Linked DNA regions of Zea mays: regions 1 and 3 are each linked to region 2. The links are chromatin contacts, called in public Hi-C maps. All regions are on one chromosome and are shown on one strand. Each heading gives the region's core, a stretch centred on a gene start, on an enhancer-like site or on the middle of the called end of the contact. The rest is flanking DNA. Distances are from core to core; before and after follow the strand shown.

What was found. Hi-C and Micro-C count contacts between places; a contact is called where the count stands out from the background.
Region 1: a Hi-C map of endosperm shows a contact between it and region 2, with 3 times the contacts expected there. The contact joins the promoter of LOC100283194 here to the promoter of LOC100274026 in region 2. A contact is called at or near these places in 4 of 25 Hi-C or Micro-C datasets (ear, endosperm, leaf and 1 more).
Region 3: a contact with region 2 is called in a Hi-C map of leaf, with 8 times the contacts expected there. The contact joins the promoter of LOC100280413 here to the promoter of LOC100274026 in region 2. A contact is called at or near these places in 3 of 25 Hi-C or Micro-C datasets (ear, endosperm and leaf).

What each region holds. Positions count from the first base shown.
Region 1 is chr4:136,136,679-136,139,873 of Zm-B73-REFERENCE-NAM-5.0, reverse strand. It overlaps LOC100283194, which reads right to left and starts at 1,295. Exons shown (of 1, transcript NM_001156096.2): 1 at 1-1,295. The coding sequence starts at 1,150.
Region 2 is chr4:135,989,953-135,993,540 of Zm-B73-REFERENCE-NAM-5.0, reverse strand. LOC100274026 reads left to right here and starts at 1,368. Exons shown (of 4, transcript NM_001148411.1): 1 at 1,368-2,031. The coding sequence starts at 1,504. It overlaps LOC103653714, which reads left to right. Exons shown (of 4, transcript XR_004857824.1): 3 at 1-737; 4 at 819-1,152.
Region 3 is chr4:136,231,667-136,235,213 of Zm-B73-REFERENCE-NAM-5.0, reverse strand. It overlaps LOC100280413, which reads left to right and starts at 1,606. Exons shown (of 12, transcript NM_001361074.1): 1 at 1,606-1,816; 2 at 2,656-2,836; 3 at 2,923-2,949; 4 at 3,066-3,219; 5 at 3,302-3,350; 6 at 3,447-3,547. The coding sequence starts at 1,667. It overlaps LOC103653715 (a long non-coding RNA gene), which reads right to left and starts at 939. Exons shown (of 3, transcript XR_002268777.2): 1 at 136-939.

The DNA.
Region 1 (3,195 bases), core at 46-2,545, 150 kb before region 2:
CCTCTTCCTTCTTAAGCACATACACAACAGCCTCAAACTTGGTGTGCGGTGTGATAGAGCCAGGCTTTGCCAGCACCATGCCTCTTTCAATGTCATCCTTCTGCATACCACGGAGCAGCAGCCCAACATTGTCTCCGGCCATGGCATCATCCATGGTCTTCTGGAACATCTCAACACCAGTGACCGTGCAGTTCCGGGTGTCCCGGATTCCGACGATATCGACTGTGTCACCAATCTTGACGGTGCCACGCTCTATACGGCCAGTGGCAACTGTACCACGACCGGTGATGGAGAAGACATCTTCAACAGCGAGCAAGAACGGGAGGTCAGTCTGCCTCTGCGGGACTGGAATATAGGAATCCACTTTATCAACCAACGAGAAGATGTAGTCGACCCACTCATCGTCGCCGCGCTTCAGGGCAGGGTTGACCATGAGAGCCTCGAGCGCCTTGAGGGCGGAGCCAGCGACGATTGGTACGTCGTCGCCGTCGTACTCGTAGTTGCTGAGCAGCTCGCGGACCTCGAGCTCGACGAGCTCGAGCAGCTCCTCGTCGTCGACCATGTCCTTCTTGTTGAGGAAGACAACGATCTTGGGAACACCGACTTGCTTGGCGAGGAGGATGTGCTCTTTGGTCTGCGGCATGGGCCCGTCGGCACCGGATACGACGAGGATGGCACCGTCCATCTGCGCAGCGCCGGTGATCATATTCTTGACATAGTCGGCGTGGCCGGGGCAGTCGACGTGTGCGTAGTGGCGGGTCTCGGTCTCGTACTCGACGGTGGCGGTGTTGATGGTGATACCGCGGGCGCGCTCCTCGGGGGCGGCGTCGATCTCGTCGTACTTCTTAGGCGCGCTGCCACCGACGGAGGCGAGCACCATGGTGAGCGCGGCGGTGAGAGTGGTCTTTCCGTGGTCGACATGGCCGATGGTGCCTATGTTGACGTGTGGTTTGGTGCGCTCGAACTTGCCCCTCGCCGCGCGCACCACCAGCAGGCGCCCGCGCCGCCGCGCGCCCACTGCCGCCCCCTGGCTCCGCAGCCGCGCAGGCTGCGCGGAGAAGCCCAGGGGGGTGGAGAGACGGATGCGGCTCCTGGATGAGGAGGCCTGCGGGAAGAGGAGTGAAGTGGACGCCGAGGTGAGGGAGGCCATGGCGGGCGGCGGAGCAGCAGCGGGAGGTGGGGATTATTTGGGAATGGATAGGGAGACGCGAGCGAGGGTAGGGGTCTGCGCTGCTTATCTAAAAGAAGGGAAACTGGGAAACGCAGCGAGAGGGCGTGGGGTACAGTTGTCCAATGGGGGCGGCCTCTCCGGTCGGGCTCGACAGTTAAGGGGGTGCTTGGGAGTGAAGTTTTTTCACAGTTTTGGGAGAAAATACTGCAGTATTATATATAGAATAGTGTTTGGCAAGCTAGCTAAAATCTCTGTTTTCAAAACTGAAATATTGCAAATACTATAGTTGTTTTAAGGCATTCTAAACTTAGCTCTGGACCTCAGTTTTCAAAACTGCGGTATTGTAAACTGTGGTATTGTCATGACTAAAGTATACTGTAGTATTTCAAAAACTGTGGTTTTCAAAAACTTTGTTCCCAAACAGGGCCTAATCGGGTCATGTCTCACCGGCTCGCGTGCAGCAACCACGGTCTAGGCACGTCGGTGGTTAGTCGTGTTAGGTTGGTCCGTTAATCTGTTCAAATTATCTGATTAAATTAGAAAGTAGTGAAATTCTAGTGCGAGAGAAGGGTATAAACTCGCACCCTCGTGGACCAAGGTTAGGAAACAAGGCTGAGAGACGCTACATAAATGAAGCTAACTGGTAGAACTTCGATGTGATTGTTGTAAATAGTGAATATAAAATCTAAATATATGTATACTATTTTTTGTAAAATAAAAAATATAATCGTGTCGGGCCGGACTGGCATTACGGGCCGAAGCACCAGTCCAAGCACGACACGGCTCTCATGCCGGGCCTGACCCGACACTATTAAATGTGTCGTGATTCGGGCCGGCCCGTCATACACAGCTCATTTGGTCATCTTTAGCGTGGGGATGTCGAGATGGCATGGATGATAGATTAGGCGAGACTCGAGCATGAACTGGACGGTAACCGTCGAAATTTATCGTCTCCACTGATAGGTGGAAACGATTCCGGCTATATATTTGATAAACTAGTATGGTGCCAGTACGTTGCAACGTAACACAAACTATTCGTAAATGCTTATTACCTGCACATATCTATGTTCTTCAAGCGGCGTGTTAGACTGGTTACCTCATTTAAACCGCATGGCATAAAACCTGCAAAATATCAATCATTAGAATTGCAAAGAAGTGCCCTTTATAAATATCAGTCATAAGAACATGTGTATCTGAAAAAGAAATGAGCCACTTCTATTTTATTTTGGTGATTAACTACCAACACATTACATTAAGACTAACATCATCCAACATGAACAATGAGCATAGGAACGTAAAGCAAATTGAGCTTAGAAAAGGGCAAAATACAAATCTATATGGTATCAAGGGAAAAATGTAAGCTCTAGACACTCACTCAAATGTTTTGTGTGTTAATCATACTTGTCTAAGTGTTAGGGACTTTATGAAGTAAAGCCAAAAGGAGCAAAAGAGACTTAGATTAAAAAGGAGAAGATGGACTGGTCTGCACTGCACCGGCCACCCACCGGACAGTTCGATGCCACCCACCGGACAGTTCAGTGCATGGTCCGTCGAATAGGCTGCTCTCGAGAATTTTAGCTTGCATCGACTATAATTCACCGGACCGTCCTTGCGGAGCGCCGGCCAGTCCGGTGTGCCCAGCTAGCCAACGGCTAGTGGCCACGATGGGTGAAAGGGAAATGGCCTTAAACCATTTCTTATATTTTTGGTGCTTGATGACCCTCACAACCATTCAGACTAACTAGTTTGCCTAGTCTCTGATTCACAGGTTCATAAGATCAACAATTCAGTTTCTAAGTAAGAATAAGCTCACTTCCAACCAAATAGGGGTAATACGTGGAATAGATGAACTACCAATAGTTCTACTCTTTGGATAAGTTCTAATTACTCTGAGGAATCTTTTCAACACATCTAGAAAGGTTGGAAAGCTTGAAATCAACATATCACTATTGTGGAGTCAATATTGAGCAAAAGACATATGAGTGAAAGTATCAAAATGCAAGGAGGATTGGGCTAAAAAGATG
Region 2 (3,588 bases), core at 119-2,618:
TAGCAATATTGAGAGCCAAAACTAGAGGACTAGGACACTTATCTGTTGTTAAATACGACCACTTTACTGCTGAGGTATGGGATAATTGTAACCATCGGTTTGTGGTGAAGGCACAATTGCATGAGTGTTCATGTCTTGAGTGGCAGCACACTGGTAAGCCATGTCAACATGCTTTGGCCTTGATAACAGCTCAAAAGGCTAGAGATGTCAAAATGGAAGACTTTGTACATGAATATTACTCTGTGCAGAAGTTTAGAAATGCATATGCAAGAATGATTGAGCCAATTCCTCACAAGGACAAGTGGCCTAAATTAGACTTGCCAATTGAGATTGCTGCACCACTTAGTAAAAGGAGTGTTGGGAGGCAAAAGAAAAATAGGATAAAAGGTTGTCTCGAAGGTGGAAGTGGTGGATCAAAATCTGGTCCAAATATATCTGAGAATGAGAATGAGAAGACTAAAAAAATGATTAGAGGCAAAGCACGATGTTCTGGTTGTGGAGAGTTTGGACATAGGAAATCTAGCTACAAATGTTCGCTCAATGGAACTAAGAAAAGGTAACTTTTTCATTATTTTCTTAAGCTTGTTTATTTTTATTAAGTATTTCTACCAATGCAGGAAGAGAAAGATAAGAAAAAACACAACCAAAGGATGGACACCTAAAGATTTGTTACCAGGTAGTCCTGTTCCAACAAGGGAGCAAATCATGCAAGAGAGTCCTGGAATTGTGACAAGAGGGTAAGAAATTTTACTAGTTCTGTTCATGCATAATTAGTTTTCATGGGTACAACTTTGAAAGATAAAATGTTACATGTGTAGACGTCTTGCTTTGTTGATGGAAGAAGGAGCATCTCAGGATATTTCTCCTCCAACTGTACAACCTAGTACACTCACGAAGAAGATGACTCCAAAAAGAGCAAAAAGAAGCTTAGATATCTGACATGTTAGAAGTGAAACTAGTGTTGGTTCTTGACGTGTGAGGTTATTTTGTAACTATGATGTGCACTAAAGTGCATTTATTTTGCAACTCTGATGTGCACTCATGCAACTTGGATGTGCCCTTATTTTGTAATTATAATGCCCAATACACTCATATGGATGCTAATTATACTTATGATCAATGGATGAATGCTATGTAGTTGCCCAAATTCTATTTTTGTTGTTTTCAGCTCATTTTGTGTTAAATATATGACAGGTTGTATGTTAAATATTGTTTGAGAGAAGTCAGGGACAAAATAGACATTTTATGTACCTGTTGGTTCATTAGAAGCTGAGAGACAGTGTATAATGACATTTGAGAGAAGTCCAGCAGCTGAGAGAAACGTTTTAGAGAAGTATGTGGCGAACATGACATTACAGAGAAGCCATCGTTTCATAGTGACAAAATAGTAAAAAGCTCGTCCCTGTCTCGGGTATCGTCGCTGGTCGCTGCCGCAGCCTTCGTCCTCCCTCTCCCACTCCCGATCGCATCCACCCTGGAACCCTAGCGGCCCAGCCCGCGACCATGGCGCGGCGGTCGACCCCTCTCCTACGCCGCCTTCTCGCCCCGTCACCTTCCCTCCCCACTCCCCTAGCCGACGCCGTATCCCGCCGCACCGTCACCTACATGCCCCGCCCGGGGGACGGCGCTCCGCGCGGCGTCACCCTCATCCCGGGCGACGGCATCGGGCCCCTCGTCACGGGCGCCGTGCGGCAGGTGATGGAGGCGATGCACGCGCCGGTCTATTTCGAGACGTACGAGGTCCACGGCGACATGCCCACGGTCCCCGCCGAGGTCATCGAGTCCATCCGCCGCAACAAGGTCTGCCTCAAGGGCGGCCTCGCCACCCCCGTAGGCGGTGGTGTGTCCTCCCTCAACGTGCAGCTCCGGAAGGAGCTCGACCTCTACGCCGCGCTCGTCAACTGTTTCAACCTCCCTGGCCTGCCTACCAGGCACGACAACGTGGACATCGTCGTCATTCGGGAGAACAGTGAGGGCGAGTACTCGGGGCTCGAGCATGAGGTCGTTCCTGGCGTCGTGGAGAGTCTCAAGGTATGGAGAATTCCATGTATTGCTCTACAAGTAATAATGCAGTGTGTGGCACGCTGGCAGGCCAGCTAATATGTGCATACGGCTAAATGTGCTAAGCTTATAGATACTGTGACAACGTTACTGAACCTACTGGTCTAATTGCTGGTAGAGTTATACACACCCAGTCTCCAGACTAGCTGGTGAACACAAGCATGATGATCGAATTTCATCAGGATGTTGAATCTGCAATCTTATTTATTTTATTTGGGAAAATTAATCTGCAATCTTTTTGGGTGGCCATAGGTAGATTGACATGCTTAGTATACTTGTTTAGTGTTTCTGTTTGGCAGGTTGATGGTTGAATCTTGAAATATAGTAACTGGTGCATTTGGACATTCAGCTGAGAAACCAATGTGTTTCTGCATTTGTTATGGAAAAACCTGCTGCGTTTTTGTCAGTTCATTTATTATGTGTCCAGCAAGCTGATCTACCTGCTGTGAATATGAGGTTTAGATATTGGTGCCATTGGATAGTTGATAGTGATACAGCATTTCATGGTGACTTACTTAAGTGTAGCCCGAAGTCAAGTGAGAGACACTTATAGTTTATTTAGATCTTTTATAAAGCTATTGGATGTTTGTGAAGGGTGCATGTTATTGCTATCCCTGTCATTCTTAATGGTATGGAAACAGTGCAACAACAACAACATAGCCTTTTGTCCCAAACAAGTTGGGATAGGCTAGAGATGAAACCCACAACAAACAAGGATAGGAAAAAAGACCGAAAGGGTAAAATAAAGACAGTGGAGTTAAGGGTAAGTAGGGGAAAAAAGACAAAGATCATGGTTTGGGCACATTGATTGCTAGTCTCCAAGCGTCCCTATGCTTCCTTAAGATCTCTTTTAACCGCCTCGTCCCAAGTCATTTTAAGCCAAGCCCTGCCTCTTTTTACATTATCGACTCGCTCTAAAACCCCTCTACGTATTGGCGCCTCAGGAGATCTCCTTTGTACATGTCCAAACCATCTCAACCAATGTTGAATCAATTTCTCCTCAATTGGTGCCACCTCGACCCTATCTTGGATATCTTCGTTTCAGACTCTATCTCTTCTATAACATACGCATTTTTGCTACACTCAGTTGTTGGACATGTCGCCTTTTTGTCGGCCAACATTCAGCACCGTATAACATTGTCGGTCGAATCGCTGTCCTATATAACTTACCTTTTAAGCTTGTGTCACCCTCTTGTCATAGAGGACGCCAGAAGCATGACGCCATTTCAACCAACCTACTGAATTTTATGCCTAATATCTTCATCAATGTCACCGTCCTTTTGTATCATTGATCCTAAATATCGAAATGACTCCTTCCTAGCCACTAGTTGCCCATCAAGGGTAACATCTCCATCCTCATGTCTAGTCACGCTGAAAAGGCACATCATGTACTCGGTCTTGATCCTACTAAGTCTAAAACCTTTCGACTCCAACGTGTGCTTCCACAACTCTAGCTTCCTATTAACCCCTTCCCTACTCTCATCAACTAACACCACATCATCAGCAAAGAGCATACACCAAGGGATG
Region 3 (3,547 bases), core at 357-2,856, 240 kb before region 2:
GATTTCTATGTATCCATTCCCGATTTTTCACTAAATGAAGAAAACAGGCAAGAGCAAAACTCATCCAAACATGAAACATAGAGGGAACTGTGCAATATGGACCAGAAAGACTTCAGAGTATCAGATGAGTATTACCCACTGCATCACCAGTCTCAAGCCATGGGGCAACTCTTCCGCTGCTGATGCTTTGAAACTTGTTCCCAGATGATTGTTTAGTGCTAGAACTGTACTGCTTGGGTACAGAAAGAGCTGAAATGCCTGCCTTTCTTGATTCTCAGTTTCCCACTGATTTTGATTCTGCAATGATATATAGAAAGAAATATGCAGAGAGAAATCACATAAACACAAGGTGAATTACGAATATCGCATGCACCTCCTCTCATTGAAATGCTCTCCGACTGATTATTTTTGTAATGATTAATCTCATTTATAGCACCCTAGGTCTTCCTTCTGGCACATGACACAGACAATTATTCAAACACAAGGGGTGCATTGCAGTTTCTGCCTCCGAGACGGCCGGCACCACCGCGGCTATGCGTCTGCATGGAGGGGAAGGCGAGGCGGGGGCATGGCGGGCACAGGGGGTTTTTATAGCAGCGTGGAGAAGGTGTGGATTGGGCCGGGGTGTTGGGATGACAGGGGCGGAGGAATAGTGGACGGGGCTGCGTACCTCCCGGGCGTGATGCGGGGATGGGCAGGCGCGCAGGGATGGCGATGGCGGGGTCGGACCTTCCATGATGGCGGGGCGTCGAGGGTGCAGAGAGCGGGGCGGGTCCTCCACACGATGCCCTTCCTTCCTTGGAGCAGTCGAGCGGGGATGGCGCGCGGGGATAGCGATGCGGGCGGGGTCGGACCTTCCATGCGTGGGGCACGACACCCTTCCTTCCTAGGAGCAGCCGAGCGGGGATGGCGATGCGAGCGGGGTCGGACCTTCCATGCGCGGGGCGTCGGGGGCGCGAGAGAGAGCGGACGACTGCAGGCAGAACCGTGCACCAAAATGTGTGTGTACGTCTACACTATTGTCTTATAGAGTAGTATATGATTAAATTAGAAAATGATAGATTCTTATTATTATAACAATTTGGCTCAATACGTGTTTATGTTAGTTTTATATGATTTTTACTAAATTGATTATTATAAAAACGTACTAAAAAGCTAAGTGTTTAATAGTCCGCACCCGTTTTAGTGGCACGAGATGAAACAAACATAACCCCAGGTCCATTGAAGAAAACCTAATACGTATCTCCGCAGGCCGCACAAAATCGCAAATATCTCCCAAGCAAACGAGTTCGCTGGACGCTCTGGCAAAAGGATTCGCAATGGATACACAACGAGCGGTCCACTCCCCGCGAGAGACGCAACCTCTGTCACCGATGCGCTTGCCAACGCTCTCATAAATATCCACTGACATGTAGGCCAATGCTTTTCAATGGGGCCTGGACCCAACCACTACCACCGAAAGCGTCAGCGACACAGCTAGTTTTTGGGTATACACGAGCACCGTATGCTCGTGTCCGATCCTATCGCCACCACCCTCTCGCCTCGCCATAAAGGGCGGGGGCCGCTAGGGTTAGCGCATCGGAATCAATCGTGTTTCTCGCCTCCACGCCGAGACCAATCCAGCCACCGCCAACTCTTTGCCTCGCCTCTCCGATTCGAGGGAACGATGGAGTGCGTCACCGATATGCCCCTCGCGACGCTGGACAGCCGACCGCGCAAGCGGCAGCGGCTCGGGTGGGACGTCGTTCCCGCCGAGATGTATCAGGTTACGCGGCCGCGGCTTGGTTGGGACGTCGGCCCCGCCGAGATGAATCAGGTATAATCTCATTTACAGTCTCCGTTTCCCTTGCCGATCTATTGTTTGGGATGTCGATTTTCCACGCGCAGCGCGTTTTGGTGCTGTTGTTCTAGGGTTAATAGTGGATCTGTAGAATAGCAGTACTGGTAACCGTAGATTGACTCGCTCTGTTGTCGATCTATCATATTACTCGCAGATTTAATACGATTGCTAGGGTCAAGTGGTTGATTTGTTCAGCTTATGATGGCTAGGGTTAGGTGGTTGATTTATTCATCGTGTGATGGGTGACCGGTGGTCAATATTGTTGTTAGGATTGTCATGTTATAGTCTGTACAATCATATATTTTTCATTATTTATTATACCTTTTTTTGTATTTATAATAATGGTTTTTTAAGCTGGTACCCTCGGTTTCGCTGGTGTGCCCATTTTTACCCTTAGTTGTGTTTTTTCTCAGTTTTGCCCTTCCCTTCTATAGCACTGGAAGGGCAAAGGGCAAAACTGAGCAAAAAAACACGACTAAGGGTAAAAATGAGCACACCAGCAAAACCGAGAGCACCACCTTAAAAAAAACCCAATAATCTGTCTGTCCTGTGTTGTGCTCTGTAGATGTTAATTTAGGAACTATAGGATTAAAGTAAATTATTCATTTATTGTTACAAGCAGTTTTATGTAGTCACCGCTGTGCCATAAGAACTTATGTACTTGTTAATGATTTTGCACAATGTTTTGAGACATGAAACACTTCCCTTTCTATATTGCTATTGTATAAACCGGCTGCGGCATGATGCTTTGGTGATTTGGTTGCTTAATAACTCAGTTCATTGGAAAATTTATTGGTTTGTCTCTCCATGTTCAGTTTGCACTTTGTGGACAAGAAGTTGTGAATGCCTTCAGTGCTGCAGTGTTGGGCCTATCTTCAGGTTGTGTTTCTTCTCAAGTCAACCAAGAGCAGCCTCATGATGGTTCCCCTCCTCTGAGAGAAGATGACAAGAATGGGCATTATGTTTTTGCTGTTGGAGATAATCTCACATCTCGCTGTAATTATCTGCCATCAGCGTCTCTTGTTGCCAATGCAAATCTGTTTCCATGGTTGGTTCTTATTGATTCTTTTCTATGCTTGCAGATAAGATCAATGCAAAAATGGGAGAAGGTCAGTTTGGATGACCATGTATTCTGAAATAGTTGATTTAACTCGCATTGGGCATGCCAATACATTCAGCAAATTTTGTCTATAACTGAATGTGTCTGGACTCTGGAATACACCAGGTACCTTTGGTCAGGTGTTGGAGTGTTGGGATAAGGAAACAAAAGAAATGGTGGCCATAAAGATCATCAGGGGCATTAAGAAGTACAGGGATGCTGCAATGATCGAAATTGGCATGCTTGAGAAGCTTGGTAAATATGGTGAAAGCAGATCCAGGTGAGTTTGCTGGTTCAGTTAGCACCTATATGCGTGCTTACGTTCATAAGATTGCTTGTATATAAGCTGGTCTATTTTGCAGTTGTGTTCAAATTCGGAACTGGTTTGACTATCGTAACCATATCTGTATTGTAAGTACATTGTTAGATTATGACAATTATGCACTGACCCAAAAATATAACCATATGGTGCTTAAACGTTGGTGAATTTGGATTAATGGTGAGCAGGTCTTTGAGAGGCTTGGACCAAGCTTATATGATTTTCTGAGGAAAAACAATTACCGCTCATTCCCAATTGCCCTAGTTCGGGAGTTTGCCAAACAACTGTT